5 separate regions of the Mus musculus genome follow, and all the other regions are linked to region 4. The links are chromatin contacts, called in public Hi-C, Micro-C and promoter capture Hi-C maps. All regions are on one chromosome and are shown on one strand. The core of a region is the stretch at or near the end of the contact, and the rest is flanking DNA. Distances in the headings are between cores, read along the strand shown.

Region 1 (2,709 bases), core at 177-2,676, 2.0 Mb after region 4:
CTCCTACAGTTAGACAACAATAAGTCCTTGTGTGTTGTTGCACAGTAGGGTAACTGTAGACGATGCATACTATATTTCAAAGTTAGAAGAAGAGCTTTGAATGCAGTTGTCATAAACCTTTGAGAAAAAGTATTCCTTTTTAGTATAAATATAACAACATGAAAATATATGTTGCTTTAAGTGTTAAAAGACTAGTTGAGGTCTGATAATAATTCTCGGCAGGTAAAAGTGAACTGTGCAAGACAGATGGCCTGAGATCAATCTCTAAGGTTCATGTGAAGGCCGAAGAGAAAACCAGATGAACCAAGTGGGTCTCTCAACTTTCTCCCATACTCTGACACCAACGCCTCCTCCCTCCAGAGACACTAATAACAATAAATATTTTTTAAAAAATTAAAATATACTCAATGGACCATAAAACATAGTTTTAAAAATGTCTCAAGGATGCGTATTACCTCCCAAAGGTGGTCTTCAGCGGACTTAGCTCTGCTTCATTAGGACTCACAGACTTGGAGTGGGTAAGCAAGCCCTCGGAACACTGCAGAGGGTCAGATCAATATCACCGGTCCCAGTTCCAGAGAACTTCGGCACACACACAGTGACAGGAATCTCTCATCAGCCTCTGTCAAACGCTTGCACGCAAGTTCAGGAACTTCAGATCCATTCTACTTTAGAAACAATTAGGCCACCTACAGTCTCAGCGCTCAGGAGGTAGAAATTGGGATGTCAGGAGTTCAAGGTCATCTTCTGTTACCCATTTTGTAGGGGGGCTTATCCTGGCCTATATGAATATATTTCAATGATGCCAAAAAAAAAAATAAATAAAACAAAAACTTAAATGATATTTCAAAAAAGGCTATCTGTGAAACTCCATTTAGATGCTTTCTGGCCCATTTCTAAATAACCCAGTGAAACCACCTCTCCCTTCCAAGGATGTTCCACGTCTCTGACTTCCACAATTACCACTGAGGATAAATCCTGTTGTGTGCTAGTTACCACTGAACTCTGCTTCATAATCAATAGAACATTGTTGAATGGAGGAATGAATGGTAGTGACCCAATTTTTCCAAACAGAAAGCTAATCCCACCTCTAAAAGTATCGAATGGTGACAGAGCAGGTTCAGTCTGTCTTGCGTCTGACTTACATTGCTTGTCTCTTTGTGGGCCAGTCCTCAGTAACTCAATAGAACTGAGTTACTATGCCACTTTTCAGGGGGGTGAAAATGGGGTCTTGATGAGTTAACTGGCCTGCCCGAGACCAAACGTGCGGAACGTAGTTAAGTGTTAGAGGTAGGATTTGAAGCCTGTCGATCATTCTGATTCTCCTTTTCTCTACGTCTGCTTCCTGTCAATGGGCATCCTCACTGTCAAATGCAGATGGTACAGCAGGGCTTGGTCTCAGCCAGGCAGGCCTCTCCCCAGTCTCCATGGCTCAGCTGTCCAGCAGTTTCATCCCTAGACCATCCCAAACATGGTTGAGAAGCTCTGAGGGGAGGACCCAGCACTGCCCGGCCCCTGAAGTATCTAATCAGCAGTCCTGCTCAGCATATCAATCCAAGCCCACTCTAGACAGAGATGCCGGTGCCCAGTTTTCTATTTTTAACTGGTGTGAACTGAAGGAAAAGCACAGCATTAGAAGTCCAAGCACTAGTCAAGAACCAAGAATACAGGGCACCCCAGGGCAAGCTAGTGACCTGTGTCCTTTTCTCTCCTGTTCCTTCCCCCTCTCTTCACTGCTATCTTTCTGTTTCATTCTGAAAAAAAAAAAAATGCAAAGTTCCTTCAAAGTGTTCTCCACGAAGGAGATGACTCCCGTTTGTAGCAATGCTTCTCACACTTTCAATGCTAATCATGGACATCTTATCTTGCCATACAGTAGATCTGACTCTGGGGCGGGGTCAGGGATACTGTATTTCTAAATCACTCAAGTTATGAAGATGCTGTTTATCTATGGTCCACGCTTCGTGTAGGAGGGTTGGTAAATTCTCTTATCCTAAGTGGCTATGAACTTCTCCACAAAAACATTTGCTTTTTAAGGTGGGTCATTACCTGGGATGAAGAACTTTATCAAAGCCTGTTTAAAAGATGCCCATCTATCTGCCAGCAAGTAACTGAGATATTTTTGGTATCAGTGCCTCCATTTATTTTAGCATCTGAAGACCCGGTGGTGGCTCATAGACTGAAATCTGATTTTGAGCAAAACTCTTACAGAGTGGATGAGAACTATTTGGCCTCTGGGCTGGACTTGGCTAGACCCTCAGACAACCCTTCTCAGCTTCTTCTCTGCCAACTCAAGACCATGTCTGCAGTGGGTCCGAGACTGGTGAATTCTGGCTTTCCCATCTAGATGAGCATAGTCCCAGCTCAGGCTAAAGGAGACCAGAAGATGCACTACCCAGGTGCCCCTTTTGCATCCAGGTACTCAAATATCCTGTCAAGCTGCTCTTTGTGCCTATGACTCTGCTCCTCTGTCTCCCAGTACTGGAAGATGAGAAGCTGCTGTCTGTCCCCTGCAGCCCCAGCCCAGCTGTCAGGACCCTTCTCCAAGGGCAGGGCGCCAAGTCTTCCGGCATTGTGTGTGTGTGTGTGTGTGTGTGTGTGTGTGTGTGTGTGTGTGTGTGTGTGTGTGACTCATTGTCCCTTAGTTTGGAAGGGCTGAAGAGCAATAAGCCCACTCCACAACTAGGGAGCTCCCCCACCCCAAGGGGC
Region 2 (2,702 bases), core at 37-2,536, 2.7 Mb before region 4:
GTACCTGAGCTCCGCTACTTTTGGTGCTCTCTTCTTTGGGAGAGCCTCGGCTTATTTAAAAAAAAAAAAAAAAAAGAGCCCCTACACAACTCCCTACCTTCCCCTGAGTCTTGGGGAGGGGGCGCCCGAGTCACCCCCTGCGTTTAGGAAACACCAGAGCTAGCAGCGCTGAAGGGCTGGGTGCTAGGCTCTCTCCACCCTCCCCCCCAGTTCCCCTTATGGCTCAGGGCCCTGGCGCAGCACGGTGCTGGGAAGATCAAACCCCGAGTCCCCGGCGAATCGTGGTCCCTTGGCTGAAGATCCGGTTGTGCATTACCGGCTCCCGGGGCAAACTGGCGATCGCTGAGGTGTGTGGGGGCGTACGCTCGCGTAGGGGTCACTCCGGCGGGCTCCGGAGCCGGTCCTGCTGCAAAGTCCTGCTTGGGGGCTTAGGGGACGATGATTCCCGACCGTCCCCAACGCGGAGAGATTCAACGACTCCGGGGCTCTTCGGCCGCTTCCTCTTCGTCCTCGTCCAGCCCCCGCGGCCGTTCGAGCGGCCCAGCCAGGGGGCTGTCTGCAGCGGGCTCCGGGGGCGCCGGCCTCGCCGCCTGCAGCGGGGGTGCGTCGCGTGGCGCCTCGCGGCGGGACGACCCGGTGGTGTTGGGCCCCGCCGCCACCCCCGAAGTCCCAGACGGGCCGGTGGTGTTGGAGCCGCTGGGGGGCGGGCCGACGGCTCCCCCCGAGGTCCCGGCACCCACCGGCTGCCAGATGAGACTGTAGTAGACGGCCAGTACGATGGCGGCCAGCGACACGGAGAGCACGTAGGCGAACACCGTGGCTAGCCGGACCCACTTCTTGTTGGTCTTGGCCGCCATCTTCGCCTTCTTGTCCCCGGTGTAGGTGGCCGGCTTGCCCCGCTCGGCCGGGGCCGCGTCGCGCTCCTTCATGGGGGGGCCCCGGCCTTTGCCCCGGTGCTCCACGGCCCCGGCTGGAGGGGGCCTGGCGGCCTGCGAGGACTGGGCAGGGGGCGTCTCGGCGCCCTGGCTTCCCGGCGGCCCCGCGCTCCGCCGCTGCTCCTCACGCCGCCCGCCCGCAGCCCGCCACCGCGTCGCTGCCGCCGCCGGGGCCTGGGCCCGTCACCGCCGCCAGCGCCGCCGCCGCCGCCGGCCCGCCAGCTGCTTCCCGGCCGCCGCCACAGCCACAGCCGCCCGACTCCGCGTCCCCATCCGCTGCCGCTGCCGCCGCCTGCCCGGCCGCCGGCCGCCTGGTCTCCAGTGGCCGCGCGGACCGCGCGCTCCGGCTCTAGCCCGGCTCCCCCGCGGGGCGCGCCGGTGCAGGGGGCGGGGCCGCGCGCTGCCGGGGGGCTGCCCCTTAAAAGGGCGATGTAGGGGCCCGGAAGTGCCGCGCTGGGAGGCGGCTGCGGCGGGGAATCGTGGGCCCCGTGGGGGACGCCCAGTTAAGAGAGAGTTAAGGGAGGCTGGGCCTTAAAGGGGCGACAGGAGCTTCTTTAAAGGGGGAAAGGCACTTTGCGGGAGGGAGTGCGGAACCGGGAGGTGGCAGGGAGGGGCAGGCTCCGTAGAAAGCTGTCAACTCAGGCGTCTCCTCACATGGCCCAGGCTAGGAGATGGTAGGTGGGAGAACTAACCAGGCCCACCTACACCGGGTCTCCGAAGTGGAGCTAACACTAAGCTTGTGCTCTCGGGTAGCTCTAGAATAGTGAGGGGATAGTGTCCCAGATCCCTTCACCCCAAAGAGCCTGGTTCGGGTCTGGGAACCTGGCGCCCGCACACCGCAGTCAGTCTCGCTTCCTTTTTTCTGTTGGTCTGGACTCCGAGACCACTCGAATCTTGCCTGATTGGGTCCTCTTAGGACCCTTGAGTCAGACTACTGTGAGCCACAGGGACAAGAGCCAAAGGTTGAGTTTGTTTCTTAGGCTGACCTGCCAGCATAATCTCAAATCCCACAACAGGTCTCAGGTCCTACTTTCTGGTCTTCTGACTTTCAGGACTGGTCTCGAATTGTACCCAAGGGGCTGCACTGAACTGGTGGAGGACATCTCCCAGCGTTTTCATTCTTTGATTCTCTTCAACCCCAGGATGTAGAGAACTGTCTTTTCCCATTGAGGCTTGTTCCTTCCAGGCTTCAGCCTTTTTGCTCTTAGGGCCCTTTGGATGCCGGCCACCCCTCTGCACGCAGGGACTCTTAGTACCACCCTTTCTATACTTTCACCCTCTTCCCCTTTGCTTGTTTCATCCCTATTTCCTCTTTGTAATTCACCGCGATTGATTTCTGGGTGCCTCTTGCTTGACTCTCCCTGTGTTCCCAAAACTGTCTTTGTGAGCAGCCTGGATGTCTCAGTGGATTAGAGAACTATGAGTCTGAGTAGGAGAAAGGTCTGTGGTCCTGATGTAGTTGGGGTGGGGCGTGGCCTCTGCGAGGGCCCCACTGACTTCTAACCTCTTGGGCAGGACTCCCTCTGCCCTTTCCACTTCTCCCTTTCCTTTGACTTTGACTTTCCTTATCCAAGCCCTTCCCCAAATTTTCCATCCCATGGAAGCGCTACCAGAATGCAGTGTACTAGTGGGCTTCGAACCACAAGTTTCTAATCTGGTCCTGGTTGGAGGCTCAGGTGGGGCTGTGTCTCTAGCAATGGGCCACCCAATACTATTTCAAGGAGCCTTTTGTTTGTTTGTTTTTTGTTTGTTTGGTTGGTTGGTTTG
Region 3 (2,749 bases), core at 156-2,655, 2.6 Mb before region 4:
CAATGGCTGTTTTGAGTTTGCATTTAGCAGATGTTCTCAGTCCTGGGTTCGTCTTCCTGACTGAGAAGACAAGTCTCATTCATTCAGTTTGTGCATCTGTGTTTCCCATTGCTGGAAACACAACCATAGGGTCTCATGTAGCCCAGGCTGGCCTCAACCTAACTGTAGCTGAGGATGATCTTGGAACTTCTGAGCCTCCTGCCTCCATCTCTCAAGTGCTGGGTTGTTAGCTTATAGCACCACACCTGGCTTCATCCTGGGAATGAATCAAACCAATCGTTTCGTGTATACTGGGCAAATACTCGACCAGCTGCGAAAAGTCCCTAGCTCTTCACTTATTCTACAAATAAACTCCATTTCAACTATTCTCAAGCCCTTTCTCTAGTCCTGGGAGCTTGTGGGGCACTCATTGTAAGACTCTGCTAGGCCTTCAGTATTCCCCGTCTCTAGCGCCCATGAGCTGATTGTCCAAAGGAAGTAGGTTTTCCACACATCTGATTGAAAAAAAAAAAAAATCTCAGGCTGTCTCCTTTCTGTAGGGGCCAGGTCTAGCGCTCTGTGGCCTAAAGATGGTTTTGTGCTCAAGAGAACCCAGCCCTGTCAGGGAATTCTTGCTTGTGTCTTTTGTCCTTTCCTAGACCCTAACTAGCCCATCTTTGAGGAGATAGGAGGTAGTGCCTGGGAAGTCCAAATGCCTGCATACTCTCGGGTCCTAAGGCACCTGCCCTGGGTCAGAGCGGCCAGTGTCTAAGTCAACTTGCTCCACAGCGACCGATCAACCGTGGAGCTGGCACGCGGGCGCGCTGTCAGGTTTGGAGACGTCTGAGATTGGAGAATGCACCCCCGCCCTTCTCTGAGTGAGCGCGTGCGGGAGGCACAATTGTGTGTGGCTGTGATTCGCTGCACTTTAGATGGCAGTTATCAGCCAGACTGAGCGCCCTCAGTCCGGAGCACAAATGCCTCATACCCCAAATTACTTTTCCTCTGTCTCTTGCCCACCTCAAGCTGGTGCACTGTCCAGTCCTGTCCTCGTGGGGTCCCAGTCCCTTTAACCTAAAACCGATGGCAGGAGCTCCCGCCAGTTTCTAAGCAGCGGAGGCTACCGATTCCGGCGGAGGCGGGGGGCGGGGAAAGATGACTGAGACTTTAGGATTGGCCCCGCCGGGTGCATGTGGCCCCCGGCGAGCAGCCTCCACCCCCGCCCCGCAACCGCCGCCGCATTCCCAGGGGAGCGCGGAGGAGGAGCCGCTCCCCAACTTCGTGGCCCACGAAGGGGTGGGGGTCAGGGGCGGTCTCCCTTGCCCTGTCCGTCTCTGCCCCGAAGGTGCAGTCTGCTTCCAGAGCAGCCATTGCCATGGAGACCCCTGAAGCTATAAAGCCAGGTATCTAGGCGTCGGGCACCTCAGGAGCCGCCGAGCCCCCCAAGTAAAAAAGCAAGCGTCCCGGCCCCCGCAAGAAAGGAGGAGGCGGGGAGAGGCTCTGGGAGCTGGAGGAGCGGCGCTCCCCGCCGAGGCAGGAGGCAGGCGCGCCAGGCGGGAGCCACCCGCTCAACAGGGGAGCAGGGGCTGCCCGGGGTGCGGGTGAGTGGCGTTGCTCCAAGCCACGAGGGACCAAGGGGCGTCGGATACAGGGAAGAGGGCCCAAGAGTTGAGGAGGCCGAGCTTGGAGCTTGAGCGGGAGTCGAAGCAGCCAGCAGCCCACACCTCCAGGCGTGGGGGGCCAGGGAGGAAAAGCAAGACGCCCTGGGAGCGGCGAGGCAGCCGAGCGGTAGGGAGACCTGAGCGGGAACTGCAGGACACTTGGTTGCAGCCACCTACACGCCGCTTGGAAAGAGCGGTACCGGTGTCCGGGCCGGGGCCGTAGCCCCGTGGGGTGAGGGAACAGGGGCGCCCCCGTGCGTCGGACTTCCGGGGCGCGGCGGCCGGAGCCATGCTCAAGCCCAAGGACCTGTGTCCCCGAGCGGGGACGCGCACCTTCCTTGAGGCCATGCAGGCCGGCAAAGTGCACTTGGCCCGTTTCGTGCTGGACGCGCTGGACCGCAGCATCATCGACTGCCGCGCAGAGCAGGGCCGGACGCCGCTTATGGTGGCCGTGGGGCTGCCGGACCCCGCGATGCGCTCGCGCTTCGTGCGACTGCTGCTGGAGCAAGGTGCAGCCGTGAACCTGCGGGACGAGCGGGGCCGCACTGCACTCAGCCTGGCCTGCGAGCGAGGCCACTTAGACGCCGTGCAGCTCCTGGTGCAGTTCAGCGGCGATCCGGAGGCGACGGACTCGGCGGGCAACAGCCCGGTGATGTGGGCGGCGGCGTGCGGCCACGGGGCGGTGCTGGAGTTCTTGGTGCGCTCTTTCCGCCGCCTGGGCTTACGCCTTGACCGCACCAACCGGGCGGGCCTCACCGCACTGCAGCTGGCTGCCTCCCGCGGCCACGGGACCTGTGTGCAAGCCCTCACCGGGCCTTGGGGTCGGGCAGCCGCTGCGGCAGCGGCCCGGGGTTCCAACTCCGACAGTCCCCCTGGCCACCCTGCCCCGGCGCCCAGCCCAGAGCGGCGACGACCCAGTCCCCGTCGTTTACCGCGCCCTCTTTTGGCACGGTTTGCGCGAGCTGCCGGCGGCCACGGTCACGGTCACGGCCATGGCCACGGCCACGGAGGCGAGCTTGCCTCTGCTGGCAAGGGCTCGGTCCGTTATAGGGCACAAGGCAATGAGAGACCAGAGTTGGGCCGGAGCATGAGCCTAGCTCTGGGTACCA
Region 4 (2,774 bases), core at 187-2,686:
CTCTGCATCTGCACGAGAAAGAAAGTACCACTTAACAACAACAACAACAACAACAACAACAAAAATCCTAGCCTGGCGGTGGTGCAGTTGGCGGAGCTTGCTGCTCTAGGTTGTAGTGGCAGAGTTCGGGACCTAGTAATCCGCCGGCAGAGGAAGGGGGCCGCGGAATTAAAACGAACAAAAGCTAGAGCGCCATGCCAAACATCCCCAACGCGACCCAGTTAGGCAGGAGCCAAGAGGAGTGGTGGGGAAATAAACGAGAAGTAAGTTGAAAATAAAAAGATCTGAGTCTGTACCGTACTTTCCCTGTGGCTTTCTGCAGTTTTCCTGTCTGCGCTCTCCCTGTCCTCTTCCACCTCTCTTCCTTCCCCCTCCAATCACGCGTGTTCTCTCTCTCTCTCTCTCTCTCTCTCTCTCTCTCTCTCTCTCTCTCTCTCTCTCTCTCTCCCTCTCTCTCCCTCTCCTGTCGCTCTCCCTCCTTCCCTCCCTTCCCCCTTTCCCCCTCCCTCATCCCCCCTCCCTCCCCTCTTCCTCTCCCTCCCGCGTCGTCCCCCTGGAGAAGCAGGCTTGCTGATTTGCTCCGGTCCTCTCCGCTCCAGCCTCCCCTTCCCCAGCCCCCCCCCCCCCCCCCGGGGCCGTCCGACCGCACTCGCTGCATATCAGAGGCTCCGCGCTGCGCGCTCCTCCTCGCTCCAGCTCCCCACTCTCGGGATGTGTCTCCGCCGTAGGACGGGCTATGGCCACCACGACTTCCGGGTTCCGTCATTTCGTTCTCCCGCCGCCGACCCGCGCCGCCAAACTGAGGCTCTACTATAAGCCCGGCTGCAGCCAACCTGCCAACACCTACTGACACTCACTCATCTCCCAGAGAGAGAAAGAGAGCGCGAGAGAGCGAGCGCGAGTGAGAGCGAGCGAGAAAGAGAGAGAGGGAAAGACAAAATACCTACCAGAGAGGGGGGGAGGAAGTCCAATTTTTGCAAACTATTCATTTTTTTCTTGGTTTTCTCCTTGCTTTCTTTGAACAATACTTTAAAAAGAGAGGATCATATTAGAGCTATTTTGGGGGCAAAGCTAAAAGAGGGGGGAGGGGGGAGGAAGAATTCAAGAAGCAGAAACCCCTCGCGGAGTTTTACTGGAAGAAAAAAAAAACGGGTCTGAAAGATTGCTCCTCTTCATCATCATCAACCATCATTCATTCACTACCTTGACATTCCGGGCTTTGATTGACAGCTGGAGTGGCAAAAAGCCATGAAACTCGACAGTTCGGTTACATGTGGGCTGCTGACTGGCCGCTCGTAACCTTCAGTTCGGGGGCTTGACAATTTTTTTTCTTTTTCTTTTCTTTCTTTTCTTTTTTTTTTTCAACTAAGAGGAAAAGAAGAGAAAGAGGAGTAAAGGAGGACCGAAGAGGAGGAGGAGGGGAGGGGGAGGAGGGGGAGGAGGAGGAAGATCAGGAGGAGGAGGAAGAAGAGGAAAAAAGAGAAAAAGAAGAAATATCACTGAAAAAAATTCTTCGTTTTCTTGACTGGGCTTTCCCCACCCCCCAAAAAATAACATTGGAAAATTGGGAGAAGTCTCCTTGGTTTGGAAAAAAAGGACTCTTCAACCTAGCTCACTTTCTTATCCGGACTGGGATATTAAATATACGACACATCCAGGAGTTTATTGGAGCGCAGACTGATGGCGCAAAGGGTAGGTTTAAATCTCCAACACTTACCTAGATATAAATCCTCTCCTACAGGGCCCTGCCCCATGCCTTCTCTCCCTTTGAGCTGGCTGCTGCTGGTTGCTTGATGATGATGGCGGCCAGTATTTTAAAAAATAGTAACAAAATTATTCACCGGCTTCTTTCCCCCCTGTGCCTCTGCGTGTGTGAGAGTGTGTGTGCGTGCGTGTGTGCGTGTCTGGCCGCGCGTGTCCCAGCGCTGAGCGAGCGGGCGGGCGGCGAGAGCGTGTGAGTGGTGTGTGTGTGTGTGTGTGTGTGTGTGTGTGTGTGTGTGTGTGTGTGTGTGTGTGTGTACTTGTGTGCAATTGTTACACGCTTTCGCCTCGCTCCAGCTTTTACCCCGGCAGCGTGATTCCCCGGGTTCTCTGCGGGCGGCGAGAGCGTGTGAGTGGTGTGTGTGTGTGTGTGTGTGTGTGTGTGTGTGTGTGTGTGTACTTGTGTGCAATTGTTACACGCTTTCGCCTCGCTCCAGCTTTTACCCCGGCAGCGTGATTCCCCGGGTTCTCCTGCCGCCGCCGCTGCGCCTCTTTCGCCGCTACTCGCGCGGCTCCGGGCGGGCGCGGGCTGCGTAGGAGCCGCCGGCGTGGGGCCGCGCTGCCTAGACTAGCCCCGGCTGCTTGTTTTGTCTCTGAAATTGACAAGGACGCAGGGAATCCGCTGCTAAATAATGTTTCTGGTAACTTTCACGTTATTCCTCCCCACCCTCAGCTCCTAGCCCCCGGGGAGGCACCGACCCTAGTCTTCCCTTGTCCTTGCCGTTCTCGGCCTGATTATTAGCGTTTTTCTTCTCTTTATTTTGTTTCATTTCGCCCTTTGATTTATTGGATCTCCTGGAGGAGGCGAAGGGGGGTAAGGGGTGGGATCCGGGGCTTCCTTCTCTTGCTAACTCCACTTCTCCCTGGGTTGGCTCGCTGGGGTTCTGCAGCCTCCAGCGGGAGCGGGGCCTCCCTGTGCCCCCCCACCCCCCACCCGGCGTCCCCGGCCTCTCCGCCTGATCTGCCTTCCCTGAATGCTGCTCTCGGCTCAGACTTTAATTTTAAAATTTACG
Region 5 (2,708 bases), core at 129-2,628, 2.2 Mb after region 4:
AGGACAGGAACCTGAAAGCAATAACTGATGCAGAGGCCATGGAGGAGTGCTACTTCCTGATTTACTCATTATAGCCTTCTCAAACTGATTTCTTACAAAACCGAAAACCACTTGCCCATGGATGGCACCACTCACAATGGGATGGGTCTTCCCCATCAATTACTTAGTAAGAAAATACCCTACAGCTGGAACGTGTGGCATTTTCCTCACTTGAGGTTCCCTCCCTTCAGATAATTTTAGCTTGTGTCAAGGTGACATAAAAACTATCCAGTGCATACATACATGGATGTAAATAGAAAGCACTATTTAATATTCAAAAGCTAACCTAAGCACCTTAAAAGGAATTCTTAGCCATCGAAGAACCAGAACAACGTGGCCTAGAGAAGGATATACACAACATAAGTTATTTTTATAGTTATGACTGAATGCATACACATTCTCTCTCTCTCTCTCTCTCTCTCTCTCTCTCTCTCTCTCTCATGTGTGTGTGTGTGTGAGAGAGAGAGAGAAAGAGAGAGAGAGAGAGAGAGAGAGAGAGAGAGAGAGAGAGAGAGAGAGAGAGAGTAGGATTACTGGTGTTTGGAAAAGGAAAGGCAGCTCTGGGAAACAAGAGGAGAAGGTGATGTCATGCATTTAAATCAGACAGCTGAGGTTTCAGTAATGGCAATGGCAAACAGGACTTCTGGTCCTTTAACCAAGTCCCACAGAGGTAAACTATTGCTGCAGCTGCCTCCTACAGCTCCGTATTCCTCCACTACTCTCTCGTGACAAGTCATCTTTGTTGTGCTTAATTACCTTAATTACCTTATGTAAGAAAATTTAATAATACCACCAGTCTCCCAAAGAAGGACCAATGGCTCACAGTTCCAATTCCCTTCTAAGACCTTGGGTCCGGGTCTCAAAAACAAAACAAAACAAACAACAACAACAACAACAACAAACGGCGTTTGTGATTCATAACTAAACTTGACTCCTCCCGCCTTCCGTAGAATCGGTTTTCCCTATGACGGGACCTTTAGCTTTAGTGGAGAAATGAAAGGGCGGAAGTGGGGGGAGGTTATGAGCTGTCTATTCGGATCTCCGAAGTATATTGTCCGAAGAGCAAAGCAAACATATTTGAACACGTTTTTGACATTTTTCTTCCAAAGAAATAGGCAAAGAGAAAGAGGAACTCACTCTCTTCACATTTCTTAACCCTGATCTCAACGCTCGCTGTGCTTTCGGCTTTGCCGGAACCTTTTAGACAGGCAGCTCCTGGCCACCCCAAAGGGTCCTCATTTTGAAAACAGGAGCGGGCCAATCGGATGCGGAGCGCTGTTTGGCGCTGGCATTTGAGCCACTGCTCAGGTGCGGTCGCGTCGGGTCTGATGTGTGCCGAGAAGGTGGGGCGCTGGCGGAGCCGAGTCACTAAGCTTTAGCGGGCCGGGGCCACAGGCAAGGCTGATGGGCTAGGGGAAAGGCTGCGTGTGAGACGGGGTGACGGCGGGGACCAGCCCGGGCAGGGACCGGGACTGGGGATCCCTGAGCAGCCGGCTGGCCCGGCTGGAGGGAGTAGCTTAAGGTTGCATTTCCATCTCAAGAAATCAGAGCGGGGAAGGCCACCCTGCGGGGAAGAGGATAAGTGGAAGTGTCCGGAAGCGAGAAACTAGCTGCAGGCGTTAGTCTGGGGAAACGGAAGAGTCAGAAAAAAGGGAAGTTTGTGGAAGTAACTGACAGGGCTGAGCGACCCGGAAAGAAGGCTGGTGGAAGTGAAACAAGAGTGAAGAGAGGCGCGAGAGAAGAAGGTCTGTGTAAGTGGATCGAGGGAAAGTGGAGGAAGAGTGCCAGAGGTGGCTGGAAGGCAGCGGAGCAGAGCGAGCCTGAGGGCGTTTGGCAAGTGGAAGAGTTGGTTGGTGGCAAAGAAAGTCAGGACCCGGAGTCGGCCTCGGAGAGTAGGCGACGTGTTCGGGATGTGGGATCAGAGACTGGTCAGATTGGCCCTGCTGCAGCAGCTTCGAGCTGTCTATGGCATTAAGGTCAAGGGTGGCCGCGGTCAGTGCGATCGCAGGAGACATGAAACTGCAGCTACGGAAATAAAGGTAAGTTACAACGTGTTGGGACAAGGGCATACCCATTTTATTCTGGATAAGAAAGACACGTGGTTAGAATGCAGTCTCGGTGGTGATGATCAGACGTGCCTCCCTATGTTGCCGTGGGTTTTTGTTTTGTTTTACAGTGCTAGGAATAGGATACCAGGCTCCCTACTTAAATACTGTGCCACCGATCTGGTAATCTGTCGTGTTTTAAACAAGCAGTATGTGGGGGAGGGGAACACACTATCCTGTCAGGCTGGGGTGGGCAGTCAGAACATTTCAAACGAATCATTAGGGAGACAGTCAGGCCAAGTTTAGAAATAGGCTTCATAGGATCCTTCTGTATCCAGCAATTTACGAAGAGGCCTGCTGCCCGACATTTTCGCAGTTTCTGATCTCTTTAGCAGAGTAGACATTACCCACCCAACATCAACATTTGTCCTTGACAAAACAAAGCTGTTTTTTTAACAAGCAAATTGAGAAACCAGAGTTGGTTGAAGTTTTTTGTTTTGTGTTGTTTTAATCACTCACTTTTGCTAAAGTCTCAGGATCCTCACCTCCACCCCCTGCTCCCCAGTTACTTTTGTGTGTGTGCACTGTTGGACCCATGCCATGCTATGCCATGCCATGCCATGC

Evidence for each region. Promoter capture Hi-C pulls out the DNA fragments that hold promoters and counts their contacts. A called contact is a pair of places that touch in the nucleus more often than the background predicts.
Region 1: a contact with region 4 is called in a Micro-C map of the HL-1 cell line, with 5 times the contacts expected there. The contact joins the promoter of C130080G10Rik here to the promoter of Meis2 in region 4. A contact is called at or near these places in 2 of 39 promoter capture datasets (embryonic stem cells and liver), 2 of 484 Hi-C or Micro-C datasets (the HL-1 cell line and cardiomyocytes), 1 of 115 datasets of contacts at active chromatin or transcription factors (cardiomyocytes) and 1 of 9 other capture datasets (macrophages).
Region 2: a promoter capture Hi-C map of embryonic stem cells shows a contact between it and region 4, with 5 read pairs. The contact joins the promoter of Inafm2 here to the promoter of Meis2 in region 4. A contact is called at or near these places in 1 of 39 promoter capture datasets (embryonic stem cells) and 1 of 484 Hi-C or Micro-C datasets (embryonic stem cells).
Region 3: a Micro-C map of embryonic stem cells shows a contact between it and region 4, with 10 times the contacts expected there. The contact joins the promoter of Ankrd63 here to the promoter of Meis2 in region 4. A contact is called at or near these places in 2 of 39 promoter capture datasets (both in embryonic stem cells), 2 of 484 Hi-C or Micro-C datasets (both in embryonic stem cells) and 1 of 115 datasets of contacts at active chromatin or transcription factors (embryonic stem cells).
Region 5: a Hi-C map of CD8 T cells shows a contact between it and region 4, with 7 times the contacts expected there. The contact joins the promoter of Arhgap11a here to the promoter of Meis2 in region 4. A contact is called at or near these places in 1 of 39 promoter capture datasets (embryonic stem cells), 1 of 484 Hi-C or Micro-C datasets (CD8 T cells), 3 of 115 datasets of contacts at active chromatin or transcription factors (astrocytes, large pre-B cells and stem cell-derived neural progenitor cells) and 1 of 9 other capture datasets (adipose tissue).

What each region holds. Positions count from the first base shown.
Region 1 is chr2:114,053,113-114,055,821 of GRCm38.p6, reverse strand. It overlaps C130080G10Rik (RIKEN cDNA C130080G10 gene), which reads right to left and starts at 1,426. Exons shown (of 3, transcript NR_028422.1): 1 at 456-1,426.
Region 2 is chr2:118,744,342-118,747,043 of GRCm38.p6, reverse strand. Inafm2 (InaF motif containing 2) reads right to left here and starts at 1,286. Exons shown (of 1, transcript NM_001301269.1): 1 at 1-1,286. The coding sequence starts at 929. The coding sequence ends at 471.
Region 3 is chr2:118,702,619-118,705,367 of GRCm38.p6, reverse strand. It overlaps Ankrd63 (ankyrin repeat domain 63), which reads left to right and starts at 1,405. Exons shown (of 1, transcript NM_001081971.1): 1 at 1,405-2,749. The coding sequence starts at 1,930. It also overlaps a transcript of Plcb2 not described here.
Region 4 is chr2:116,063,720-116,066,493 of GRCm38.p6, reverse strand. It overlaps Meis2 (Meis homeobox 2), which reads left to right and starts at 1,436. Exons shown (of 12, transcript NM_001159568.1): 1 at 1,436-1,692. The coding sequence starts at 1,681.
Region 5 is chr2:113,847,331-113,850,038 of GRCm38.p6, reverse strand. It overlaps Arhgap11a (Rho GTPase activating protein 11A), which reads left to right and starts at 1,378. Exons shown (of 12, transcript NM_181416.3): 1 at 1,378-2,078. The coding sequence starts at 1,950.